Linked DNA regions of Mus musculus: all the other regions are linked to region 4. Evidence: chromatin contacts called from public Hi-C, HiChIP or PLAC-seq and promoter capture Hi-C data. All regions are on one chromosome and are shown on one strand. The core of a region is the stretch at or near the end of the contact, and the rest is flanking DNA. Distances in the headings are between cores, read along the strand shown.

What was found. Promoter capture Hi-C pulls out the DNA fragments that hold promoters and counts their contacts. A called contact is a pair of places that touch in the nucleus more often than the background predicts. HiChIP or PLAC-seq counts read pairs in DNA pulled down with a chosen protein or histone mark.
Region 1: a contact with region 4 is called in a Hi-C map of cortical neurons, with 2.2 times the contacts expected there. The contact joins the enhancer-like site here to the promoter of Dab1 in region 4. A contact is called at or near these places in 8 of 39 promoter capture datasets (the 3T3-L1 cell line, cranial neural crest, embryonic stem cells and 4 more) and 1 of 484 Hi-C or Micro-C datasets (cortical neurons).
Region 2: an H3K4me3 HiChIP or PLAC-seq map of forebrain shows a contact between it and region 4, with 5 times the contacts expected there. The contact joins the enhancer-like site here to the promoter of Dab1 in region 4. A contact is called at or near these places in 4 of 39 promoter capture datasets (hippocampal neurons, liver, pre-B cells and 1 more), 1 of 484 Hi-C or Micro-C datasets (cerebral cortex) and 2 of 115 datasets of contacts at active chromatin or transcription factors (VIP interneurons and forebrain).
Region 3: a promoter capture Hi-C map of second pharyngeal arch cranial neural crest shows a contact between it and region 4, with 4 times the contacts expected there. The contact joins the enhancer-like site here to the promoter of Dab1 in region 4. A contact is called at or near these places in 7 of 39 promoter capture datasets (the C10 cell line, cranial neural crest, embryonic stem cells and 4 more) and 1 of 115 datasets of contacts at active chromatin or transcription factors (embryonic stem cells).

Annotation. Positions count from the first base shown.
Region 1 is chr4:104,176,910-104,179,857 of GRCm38.p6, forward strand. All of the region lies in intron 3 of Dab1 (disabled 1), which reads left to right. Among named protein-coding and RNA genes, the nearest start is that of Gm36661, 150 kb to the left of the region's middle. Within about 2 kb of position 1,377, at least 4 of the 459 cell types and tissues checked have an H3K27ac peak or open chromatin away from gene starts, as enhancers often do. A contact at or near this core is called in cortical neurons, where this site is marked.
Region 2 is chr4:104,451,269-104,454,254 of GRCm38.p6, forward strand. The region is part of intron 4 of Dab1 (disabled 1); the gene reads left to right. Among named protein-coding and RNA genes, the nearest start is that of C8b, 310 kb to the right of the region's middle. Within about 2 kb of position 1,478, at least 31 of the 459 cell types and tissues checked have an H3K27ac peak or open chromatin away from gene starts, as enhancers often do. A contact at or near this core is called in VIP interneurons, cerebral cortex and forebrain, where this site is marked.
Region 3 is chr4:104,499,458-104,502,357 of GRCm38.p6, forward strand. All of the region lies in intron 5 of Dab1 (disabled 1), which reads left to right. Among named protein-coding and RNA genes, the nearest start is that of C8b, 270 kb to the right of the region's middle. Within about 2 kb of position 1,409, at least 15 of the 459 cell types and tissues checked have an H3K27ac peak or open chromatin away from gene starts, as enhancers often do. A contact at or near this core is called in second pharyngeal arch cranial neural crest, where this site is marked.
Region 4 is chr4:103,618,161-103,621,405 of GRCm38.p6, forward strand. It overlaps Dab1 (disabled 1), which reads left to right and starts at 1,340. Exons shown (of 18, transcript NM_001369047.1): 1 at 1,340-1,585. It overlaps Gm36604 (a long non-coding RNA gene), which reads right to left and starts at 894. Exons shown (of 3, transcript XR_376479.3): 1 at 296-894.

The DNA.
Region 1 (2,948 bases), core at 127-2,626, 560 kb after region 4:
TCTTTGTCAAAAATCAAGTGTCCATAGGCGAGTAGGTTTATTTCTGAGTCTTCAATTAGATTTCATCGATCAACCTATCTGTTTCTATACCAGTACCATGTGGGTTTTATTAAAATTGATCTGTAGTGCAGCTTGAAACCAGAGATGGATATACCTCCAGAAGTCCTCTTATTTTATAGTATTGTTTTAGCTATCCTGGGTTTTCTGTTTTTTCACATGAAGCTAAGCATTGTTCTTTCAGGGTCTATAAAGAATAGTGTTGGAATTTTGATGGGAATTGTGTTAAATCTGTAGACTGCTTTTGGTAAGATGGTAGGATTACTATGCTAATCCTACTGATATATAGGAATATATATATATATATATATATATATATATATATATATATATATACACACACACATATATATATATATGCATTTAATTGTGTCTGGCTCAATGTCCAGAGGTTTAGTCCACTGTCATCATGTCAGAAAGCATGGCTGCATGCAGATTGACCTGGTGCTAGAGAAGGAACTGAAAATTGTACATCTGGACCTGCAAGCAGCTGGAAGAGAGAATGACCCTGGGCCTGGCTTGATCATCTGAAACCTCAAAGCCCAATCCCAGTGACACACTTCCTCTAACAAGAACACACCTACTCCAACAAAGTCAGACCTCCTAATAGCACTACTCCCTGTGGGCCTATGAAGGCCATTTGCATTCAAACCAAAACAGCTTGTGACACTAACTTACAAATATACCTTCTAACAAGATCATTAGTTATTCCCTTGAATGGTTCACTTCATCAAAATAAAAATTCACTCTTGCTCCTTTATGATGACTTTGAAGACCTATGTATACCAAGGCCCTCGTCTTGGTCCCAGCATTGTGCCTTTGTGAATCCTTTGTTCCCTGTTAACCAATTAACCATCCTGTTCTATGATCCATTTACAGATCAAGATGCTCTTTCACTCAGTGTTGGATCTCCACTGTTTCTGCACATCTCATCTGACATCATCTCACCTCTTAGAATGAGATGGCATTTGCTCCCTAAAGAGTTTGATGGCTCAAGCATGGTGGATTAGGCCTTTTCTGCTGGGATGCTATGACTCCATTTACATGTATGTGTCTCTATCACTATCCATGGCCCTCTGAAATGGGGAAATACATCTTTTCTATTGTTTTCCTGATTGTTAACACAGTACCCAACACATAGTGAAGTGTAGGATATCTGATAAACAAATCTATCAATAGATTTGGCAAACGGGGTAGCCCTGTAATATTCTATGGAAAGAGTAAAATATATGCAAATGTGGACAGATGGTGTCTCCTCTCTCAATTTAAAATGACAAAGTGTATTATTAGTAAAGCACAAAGAGGAAAAAGACTGTACGTGGGAGTGCTGTAAAGAAACTGGCTGTTGAAGAGATGCAAAGACTTCAATAGATTTATTCATGCGCTTACAGATAGGCAGCTTTTTAGTCCATGGACATTTCATCATCCTGTACAATTGCTATTGACATGCCAATGAGTTCCACATTTTTCTGTCCATCCTTACTGAACTCAGGGCTCCTCTTGCATTCTCAAACATCTTCTGGATATATTCTGGCAGATTAAGTTTCAAAAATCCAAACCCGAATTTATGATTATCCTCTCCAGTCCTTCTCTCTCCAACTTCACCCATCTTTGTGAATGGCAACCCCAGTTTTCCAGGTGAGCAGCCAGAAACCTTTTTTCCTCTTGTCACACCATATGCCTCCTCCCCAGGCACACTGTGTCAGATCTGCAGCATAAAACATTCAGGACCTAGAGACTTCTCATCACTCTACCATTGTCTCCTTACCTCACGCTTTGTCTGCACTATAATAATAACCTAGAATTGCTTAGCTTTCAACATCGATCCATATTTTAAACCCAAAATCAAGGTATCCTTCAAAGATGTTTTCCAGTCTCTCTTAAAACCCATCTTGAAGTCCTCATGTGCATATTGCATTGTCTTTGGGGATTGTTAAAAGATAATGGTCTCGACTGAAGGCTTAACACATAGGCATCCATTAGATCATGATTCCAGAAGCAAGTTCAAAGTAGCTTCATTGCTGAAATATAACCAGAAGTCACCTCACTATGTCCTCACATGGTATTTCCTCTTTGCAGACACTGAAAGAGAATAATCATGCTGTTGGTATCCAATTTTCTTCTTAGATACCAGTTCTATAAACTTATAATGCCACCCTATAGCTTCATTTAACCTTATTACTTTCCTAAGGATAGTTTCTAAAAACTATCATATTGGCTGTTGGGACTTGTACATAAGAATCTGGGAGAGGGAGCTCAGAGGTTAAGAGAGCTTCATGCTTTTTAAGAAAAATCTTTTGGTTCTCAGCACCCACATCAGGCAGCTAACGGTGACCTGAAACTCCAGCTACAGGGATCCAACACCGTCTTCTGGCCTCTGTGGGTACCCACATACAGATGCCATACATGCACACACACACACACACACACACACACACACACACACACACACGAACGCACACACACACATACACACAAACAAACATTTTTAAAATATTAAATCTATTATAAAACAGAATTTGGGAGAGGACCTGACATAGCACAAATTCTTCTGTGATCCACAAAGCCCTGTTCTCACCACCCTCAGCTGCTCCAGGCAAACTGTGCTCTATCTAGCTCCTTGTACATATTCAACACAGTCCCACCCCAGTGTCATGGTATGGATATGCTTCACCCAGGGAGTGGCACTATTTGGAGATGTGGCCTTGTCAGAGTAGGTGTGGTGTTGTTGGAGTAGATGTGTCATCGTGTGCATAAGCTTGAAGGCCCTCATCCTAGCTTCCTTGAAGTCAGTATTCTGCTAGCAGCCTTCAGTTGAAGATGTAGAACTCTAAGCTCTGCCTGCTCCATGCCTGCCTGGACTCTGCCATTCTCCCACCTTGATGATAATG
Region 2 (2,986 bases), core at 228-2,727, 830 kb after region 4:
TGTAGTGGTATCTACAGAGAAGGAGAATGCCTTCCAGAAAGTACTGGTTTTATTTTGTCCCCACCCCCATCATTTCTGGATGCTCAGGCTATGCACTTGTCTCCCATATCTGTCCATGACTCAGATAATCCTAACCTGTGAAGCCTTTCTTCCCTGCATCCATGTGTAAGCCTCTCTGAGTATCTCATCATAGGCCAGAAAGCATTGTATTTATCTTTCTACTTATTTCCGTGAAGTGGGGCAAAGAGTCAGTTATCTATAAGAAGTCAAGGCTTCAGAGAGAAACTTAGGGGGAATCTGGTCCTATTTCTTAGGCCTTGGCTATTCAGCCTGTGATCCAGTGTCACCTGGGAAATGGGGTAGACACAAACAATCTCAGCAGGATCAGAACAGAATGTGAGGGTTAAAAGCCCAAGCAGGGAGGGGCGAGGGGAGGAGGAAAAGAGACACAGAGACACAAGAGACACCTAGACACACGTACACACCTGCAGAGACAGACAGAGACAGACACAGACCCAGACCACAGATGCATACAGAGAGGCAGAAAATAAGTTGGGAAGCACTGGACTAACTAATTTGGCTTTGGAATCACTGGAGGATCTTTATAACCCCTTGGGTTGCCCCTCATAGAGGTGCTAATTCTACTGGTTGGGGGCCCTTTCAAAGCAATCCTGAGGGAGCCTGGTTGAGAGGGCCTCCTGGCAGCTGGCTGAAGTGCCACTATGCCCCTCACACTCATCTTGCTCTATTGTCATTTTCACTTATGTCCCCACTTAAACATTTATGTACTTTTTTTTATCCTGCGACTTTAATAAAACCTCTCTGCATAATCATTCTTGAACGTGAATGGCAATGAGTCGCTGCAGTTGCTTTAACGCCGATTTTGATGATGAAATTGGAACACATTTATGGAAAATCACAATCAATAGTTTGAAGAGCAGAGTCATAGAAATGGCAGAAAAATGATTCAGAAAGTTGTTAGTTGAGTGAGGTAAAAGCTGATGGAATAAATCAGGTGGTTTGCACAGAGATAAGTTAGGCAAGGAGAAGACATAGCTTGATCTCCCTTAATACGAGAGACACTTACAGGTCCCCCTCCCTCTGAGCCCTAGGCTACACAGCTGTGACATTTGTATGGCTACTCTATCACAGTACGATTATCAAATGCATTAATGAAAGTACAGTGTTCATTTAGATCAGGTACTGGACTGCCGTGTCCCCTGTAGGTACTGCACATTGAGGACTTAGTGAGCATCATGGGTAATATAGAAATCACACCATGGGAGGTGGAATGTGTTAGTGTGAATGACTGAAAAAAGAGAGGATGTAGCGAGGACATACATAATTGCTTTTTTTTTTCCCTCAGAATGGTGACCAATGTGTGGAAAGACTGGAGCTGTGCTGTGCTTCGCCACAGGACAGCTCAGAGGCCAGTGGGATTCAGGGAGGCAGGCTTTGGCTGATGTAGGAAAGACTTCGTGCCAGAGAGAGCTGTCCAATAATAGAACCGGCTGCCTGGGGAGATGGGGAGAGCGAGCGAGCTCTCTATCTTTGGAAATGTTCTAGCAGAGCCTGGATAGCCATCTGTTGTGGGTATTGTGGAAAGATTCCTGCATTTGATAGATGAATAGAATTGTGTTGTTGATAATAGTAGTAAATGTGTCTACTATGTGCTCTTTGCAGACACACTGCCGGGTACTTAGTCAGGCAAGTTTGTCTCCCTTGTCACCTTTCACCCAGGAAAGCCATGCTGGGATGGGGGCTGTCACTCCATTTGTGTAGATGAAAAGGATTCAGGGTGAGAGTTTGAACCCTAGGTTTTCTGACTCCAGGGCAATTTGTCCACCAGTTGTGTCTGCTTTTGACAATCTTATCCATTGCAGATTCCACGATGGATTTCATATATATTCGTTTACTGCATTCAAGGTGTCCCGTAGGCAAGCCAGGTAGGTGTAAAAGGCACTGAAGGAGATGAATAGGAAGTTCAGGGAGCTGAGAACAGTGGTCAGGTATCAGAGGGAGACTTGAACATCCTTGGCCATTGGATGAGAGGAACGGAGTTGGGGCTTATTTTTGTGAATGCGGAATATGGCATTGTGAGAAGTTTAGTGAGTTCCTATAAATTGTTTCCTTTTGTATAAGGTAGAGATGGAAACAATTCCTTAAAGGGTTTTGAGATTAAGTGAGATTTCATGCAGAGCATGCTCATAAGTACCTAGGAGCCTTTGATGTAGACAGTGGCCATTGACTTGCTGAGACTCCCAAGGTAGTGATTGTGGAGGCAGGAGACTGTAAACTCTGACTCCTATTTTCGAGGAGGAAGGGGGAAGCTGCTACTGCATATTGGAAGATAGGGCTTTTATTTGTTTGCTTCTTTCTTTGTTTTTGGTGTGTGTGTGTAATGTGTACTGTGTAATACGGAATATGTAGCATGTAGTATCATAAACTGTTTGGTGCATTCACAGTCCTATGTTGATTCACATGTTCCTCTGTGTGTGTGTGTGGTGTGTGTGTGTGTGTGTGTGTGTGTGTGTGTGTGTGTGTGTGTGGTGTGTGTGTGTGTGTGGTGTGTGCACGCACACGTGCGTGTGTAGAAGCCATTGCAGGGTATAGGGAGCCTTCTTCCATTGCTGTGTCCTTGTTCTCTTGATGCAGGGCCGTCCCCTCACTGGTGCTCACTATTTTGCCTAAGTTGATTGGGTAAAGAGCCCTTGAAATCTGCCTGTCTCATGCCCCCAGCTTTTTTTATATGGGTACAAGGGTCTTCCAGTCAGGTCCTTGTGCTTGCAGAACATGTGTTCTTATCCTCTAGGCTGTCTTCCTACTCTCATAAGGTAAGCTTATAGCCTCAGTATAAGGTTCTTTAAATGCCTTATCTTCATGGAAACTGTGTAAGAGCAATGTCGACCCTGGAGTCTTGAAACAGTGCCTGAAGGTATGCATTTGTTCCTGAGCCATATCTGGGTGCCAGTGCCGCCTGGCTGTG
Region 3 (2,900 bases), core at 159-2,658, 880 kb after region 4:
CCCAGATTGGGTTACTGGACAGTTGAGCCGTATATTATTATAGACTGTGTGTATTTTGTGCTCTTATGGAGGTTGGCAGTTAACAGAATGCCCCTAGGCATCCTGGTAAAGGGCCATTCACTTAATGGTGGCTTCTTCTATTACAATTCACAAAGTATGGTTCATATTACATGCCCATGGTCCTGCAGATATAAAATATGTCACTTTCCTAACACACTGGGCATGGGCACAGGCAACACAACCATTATAATCCCTTGTGATAAGCAACTTTGTAAGGGTAATTGACAGATGCAGCTGGGTGATCAGAGAAGATTTCCCAAGGGAATGATGTGGGTACTACTTATACAAATCAATGGGTGTGGCCCTCTCTTCTCCCTCAGGGCTCTTGGTCACCTGCCAACAAGGATGGACAAAGGGATAGATTTGGAAGAATGGGACTTCCCATGGAAACGACTACCAGGATCAGCTTCAGAGAGGAGCAGCTCAACTTTAATTAGGGTGAATCAAGGGCTATATAGCTTTTGGGGAATCGGGTAGGGTGGACACATAGCAGCATCATTGGTTACAGCTTAGGGAACCTCATTTGCATGGAGAGACATGCCAGAAATTACAGGTGCTTTTTGGACAGGTTCTTATCAGGAGAAGGGAAGTTGAACCTGTAATCTCACCAGGGCTCTTCGATGTTCCACAGGTAGAGGATGGGGGTTTAAGGCTCCCCAGAAAAGACCAGAGGAGAAGCCCTGCTGGTAAAGGGAGTTCCCCATTTTGCAAGGAGCTCAAGAGAGCCTTCTAGACAATGGTAGTCTTTAACCCAACAGATGGGAACAAAGGGAAGGCGCATCCCATGCCTCCTGAGAAGCCACAGGCATTGAGTGTTTAGGAATTAGGTATTTCATGGAGATAGGAGGAAATTAGGAATATTGGAACATGGAGTTCTGGAAGCAAAGCTGTGGAGGTGAGGCAGCCACAGGAAACAAAGCCAGATACCATGTGATGCACACAAGGGAAAATAGGAATCCCATCTCACTGGGGATGAAAGAGAAAATAGTTTAACCACAACATGTGCCTGGTTATTGAAGAGCTCAGATCCTTGCCACCTCCCCCTGTGGCAGCATGCCGGCACCAGTTCAAGGCTTCCTTCAATTGCTTGCAATGTTTTAATCCTGCATTTTTATTCCCTCTGTATTTATTGGGAGACCCTCAGTCCAGGACCTCTGTTCTAGCGAGTGCCTCTGGGCTGCCTTAGACTTGGCCCCTTGATAGCTTTCTTTCAATGAGTTTTACTGCTGTGGGAATTGGGGCACCAAGCAACACAGCTGGATGGAATTCTTCCTGAAGTCTTCTCTGACCCCTGTGCTCCTGAATTGAGTCTGTTTACATAAGAAGGTAACATTTGCTTTGTGGGGGTCAAAGTGTACACATACCATGTGGGACCTATTGCTACTGATTTCTCTGGAGACTGGGGACTAGTTACACCGCAGCTCGCTTACTGGCTGTCACATGCTTTCTTATTGGTTTACATGTATAGATCCAGTTGTTTACCATCCACATGAGTGCTGCACTCTCAATAATTCATAGAAATGTCGTATGAAATTAATCTACAGTGAGAACTCAAACTTGACTAAAGTCAAGCCACCGTGCTCAGGAACGTCTTTGTTAACTGACAACATCCATCTTGGGTTTCTTTTCTTTCTTTTTTTTTTTTTTTCCTTTCTCGTGTCTCATGAGTTCCGAATTCTCCTGTAAGAGGAGCCAGATTGAGGAAATCATTAATCTCTGACAATTGTGTAGATATAATTAAAGATATATGATTATAAAAATACCTGCTATCTCAAATTACTTCCTAAAGGAACAAGGAGTGGGGACAGAGAGTGTTCTATTTAAAATGTCAGATTCAGGCACATTAGCTTGAGTAGTCAAAGCACTGTGTGCCTGTCAGTCATGAAAACTGACAATTAGCTCCATAAATAGATTTTACAGGCTGTCATACAAGAACGTACATCCTGCACCACTGAGGTGCATGAAAATTAGAACTGTATCGGCTGTGCTGACTCACAGGAGACTAGAAGGCGTATGAGGCAGAGGATGAGCTCTTTGGAGCACTTATGTGGTCCCTAGAGGCCTTGGGAATGGCTCACAAGGAGAGGGAAGCCCACTGGTTCCCTCCGGTACCCTTCCACCAGCTCTGCCAATAACTGTTTGCATGAACTCTGGCCACTCTCCTGTCTTCCCGATCTATTTTATTTTATCTAAAATGAAATTAATGCATGAGTGTCATGTTCTTCTGATGGTTGTTCTGGAGAAGCCAATGGAGCTAGAGGAAAAACTTGGCAGCTGAAAGAGGAAATACACATAGGTTAGCAGTTAACTTTCTGTTACCAAGGTGGCTTGTTGATAGTGACAGCCGAGTTGGTTCTATAGGCGCCAAGTGGCTGGTCAGAAGGCATGCTAAGTCTGGGGCCTCAAAATGTCAGAGAAATGACAAACTGAAGCTGAGCTTTCTTTCATCCAGTGAGAATGAATGCCCAGAAAGAAAGGGTTAAGGGATGGGGATGTCTGTAGATCTCCTTCCAGGATCTGGCCTCCATCCTGTCCTTCCTCTAAGAGCTCAGTCTTGTTTAAAATACATGACACCTGTGCCCCTAAGATTCCCTTTCCACAAAATGGGGCAGATGATTTTATAATCACATTCTCTTCAAGGCTGAAATAGCAAGAGCATCTAATACCAGGGATCTGCATAAGGAAATTGCAGTGCCACTGTGAAGCTCGTGATTGGAAAATATGACCATTGTCAGATGGGGAAGGGGACAGAAGCAGGTCAGAAGCAGCGCCCATCCCCTCCCCCCACCCTCCGTGCGCAGGGAGCAGCAGAGTTTTCCCTCACTATGTATTTCATTGGC
Region 4 (3,245 bases), core at 90-2,589:
ATGCCCTCAACTCATTCCTGCATGGGACATTTGCTCTGGCTGTTTCTTCTGCCCTGGAGATGAGGAGATGAGGTCCTACTGACGTAGAACTTGGGTTAGCAGTTATGACCTAAGCAGGTTCCTACTTGTTCCAGTTCCCTAGGTGTTCCGGTTGTTGTTATTGTGATAAAACACTGACCAAAGCCAACTTAGTGGTGTTACTTCATCTTATAGGTTTCAGTCCATCATTGAGGGAAGTCAGAGCAGGGACCTGGAGTAGGAATGGAAGCACAGACCATAAAGGGACTCTGCTTACCTGCTTGCTCTCCATGGCTTGTTCAGCTTACTTCTTAGACAACCCAAGACACCTGCCCAGAAGTAGCTCCACTCACAGAAGGCTGGCCTCTCCCACATTAACCCTCAATCAAGAATGTGGCCGGAAGACACGCCCACAGGCCCATATAATGGAAGCAACATCTCAGTCTGAGGGTCTCTCTTCCCAGGTGACTCAAGTTTCGTGTCAAGTTGACAAAAGCAAGCTAAGTAGCATCTCCAGTCACTTCACATTGCATGCCACCATCTATTTCAATCTTGGTGATCAATACCACTCAACAACTCTTCTTGATTTACTTATTTTCTGTGTCTTCACTGGAGAGAAAAGTCCAAGCCAAGCTGTACTCTACTCTATAAAATAGGGATTGGCATAGAACCGAGGTACGCTCACGGCAAATATTTACTGGGTTGTTGCTGACAGTTGTTGAGGGAAGGCAGGCTTGCATTGGAAGAAGGAAGAAATTAAGCTTTGTTTAGGGAGTTCCACTCTGTTTATCTCATTATATTCTCACCACAACCTCACAGAAAAGCTCATCTGATTCCCATTTTATTGATGAAGCAACAGGGACCCAATCCTCTGGTGCGGGCTGCCTCTCTCAGTGCCCACAAGCCTGCTCCCAAGGCGGCATCTAGAAACCACGTGCAATCAGGAGGGTGCCTCTGTAGCAGTAACCTCCCGTGCAAAGACCTTCCCTGGGAAGTGGCAGTTGGAAATGAGTTTCCATAATAAACCTCTGTTGCTTGCCCTAAAGCTCAGACATTCTAGGGAGCAGAGAGCCTAAGGAGAGCGCTGCGGGGAGACCAGTGATGGTTATAGACGATGCTGTGGTGATTTAGGAGGGAGTGGCAATTGGGTGCTGAGGGTCCTTTCCTGAGCAGAGCCCACACTGTGGCCAGGTGCAGCCAAGCCACTCTTGCCGGCGCTCGTATCCTTAGTTAGGTGGCGAAATGCTGATGGGCTCTCCTATTCGGGGGAATGCGGTAGTGATGTATAAGGTATGAAAGATGTGGCCTGCAGAGAGCCGGCACTATCTCTACTGCTGCTGCTGCTGCCACCGCTGCCTTTGCTGCCGCCACTACTGCCGCCACTAGAGCTGCCGGGAGTGAGCCTCCCTTCTTCCAGATACCCAGCTCCGTTGCATCTCCCGCTCCCTGGCCCCGCACGGACCTCCCCGCCCCAGGGAACAAAAGCAGAGTCCGGTCGCCCTGTTCTGCAGCCAGAGGATGATGTGTCGAGAGGGCTGAGCAGAGTGTGGTCTTCAGCGGCTGGAAGGTAGGAGAGGGTGTTGCGCCTGGCGGCCGCGGCGTGGAAAGCTAGGGTGGGCGCGCCAGGGCAAGGATGGCTTCAGTCGTCCAGCCGTCGGGTGGGCGCCTCATGGACCCTGCAGGGTGGTGGTCTGCAGCGCCGCGGCCGCAATGCCCACTGCGGGCCGAGAGTCGCGTTCCCGCAGCCACGAGGGAGCCCCTGCATGGGGACTGGAGGCGGAGGAAAGAAAAGTCTGAAGCCCAAAGCCAAGCGGTGGTGGCTGCAGAAGGGCTGTCCGCAGCTCTTGGACTTGGTGGCGCGTTTCGCCGCGCTGAACGGCCAGGCGGCGGCCGCAGTGTGCGCAAAGTTTTGGGTAGCGCGCAAAGGCGCAGGCAAGGGCCGCGCACAGAGGGGCAAGTTGTGGCCAGAGAGCTAGGGCGACCCTCAGGACAACCAGCGGGGTTTGCCTAAGAAGGGGACAGGTGGATTCTGCTCCCCTCCAGCATAGAGGAGACTGGGTTGGAGCGGCGTCGTTTTAACCCTTTGGTCCCCGGGGGAAAACAACTTCATCCGTGTTGGAGCCTGCTGGACCCTGGCCGCTTTGAGGCTCCTGGTTTGATCCTCCTGTGGCCGTGCGCAATTCTCTGCTTCTGTCGCGTTTTCATTTCTAGCCTCTTAGGTTTTAGCTGGCCTGGGGTCTTTCCCTAGGTCTGTATCCCTTGGACCATTGCGTACATGTTTCTCTATCTCCTCGCTAGATTGACTCTTGGATGCTGCTTTGAAAAATGAAATGATTAATCAATTAGGTTAGTGGTCAATTAGGCATAACCTTGTAGGAAAATAATTATGTCGGGCTCTCAGCTTCCACCGGTGATGAGGTGGGAATCGAGCCCAGGTACGGGGGCTGTTCCCAAATAATAGTACTGGGGCGGGGGCGGAGGGGGGGGCGGTTGCGTTCTGGAATTTAAAATTAAGAGGATGGTGACCACCCACCAAGGTGGTGGGAGTCAACGGAGGAGTGTGTGTGTGTGTGTGTGTGTGTGTGTGTGTGGTGTGGTGTGGTTTGTGTGTGTGTGTCTGTGTGCGTGCGCGCTTGCTTCAGTTTTTGCTGAGAAAATTAACCCTTGACAGACTAGTCTGGGTAGACTTTTCAGGCAACATGGTGTATCCAACGGCTTGAAGGAAAGGTGTGTCCCCTTGCATGCCTGACCCCCTAACACACACACACACACACACACACACACACACACACACACACCCTTCCAAGCGGCTCCCTCTGCGAATCGCATCACCTCGTAGTGGCTTTGCTGAGCTTCGGGAGGCTGAGTTTAGGGGACTGCCTCTTAGTTTCATGTAGAAAGAATCGCATCATTGCAGACAGAGCTTTCTGTACACTGCTTAGCAGAACACATATCTCCCCCGATTGTGTTAAATAAAACCGTTATTAAATGGGAGCAAAAGGGAGACAATCTGTTTCCAGGGCTGGGAAGTTCTGCTGCATAGTGAGGCTTTTTTTTCCCCCTTTCTTTTTTGGAACCACTGGTGGGGTTTGGCACTGCAGTATTACAATACAGCCATATTAAAAAGGTCTTCAGAGCTTAGAGCCCTCCACCGCCGCAGGCTCCTCTTCTATACACTTCCATGATCAACAGCTCCTTTGCAGGGTGCATGCAGTGGATTCCAAAGG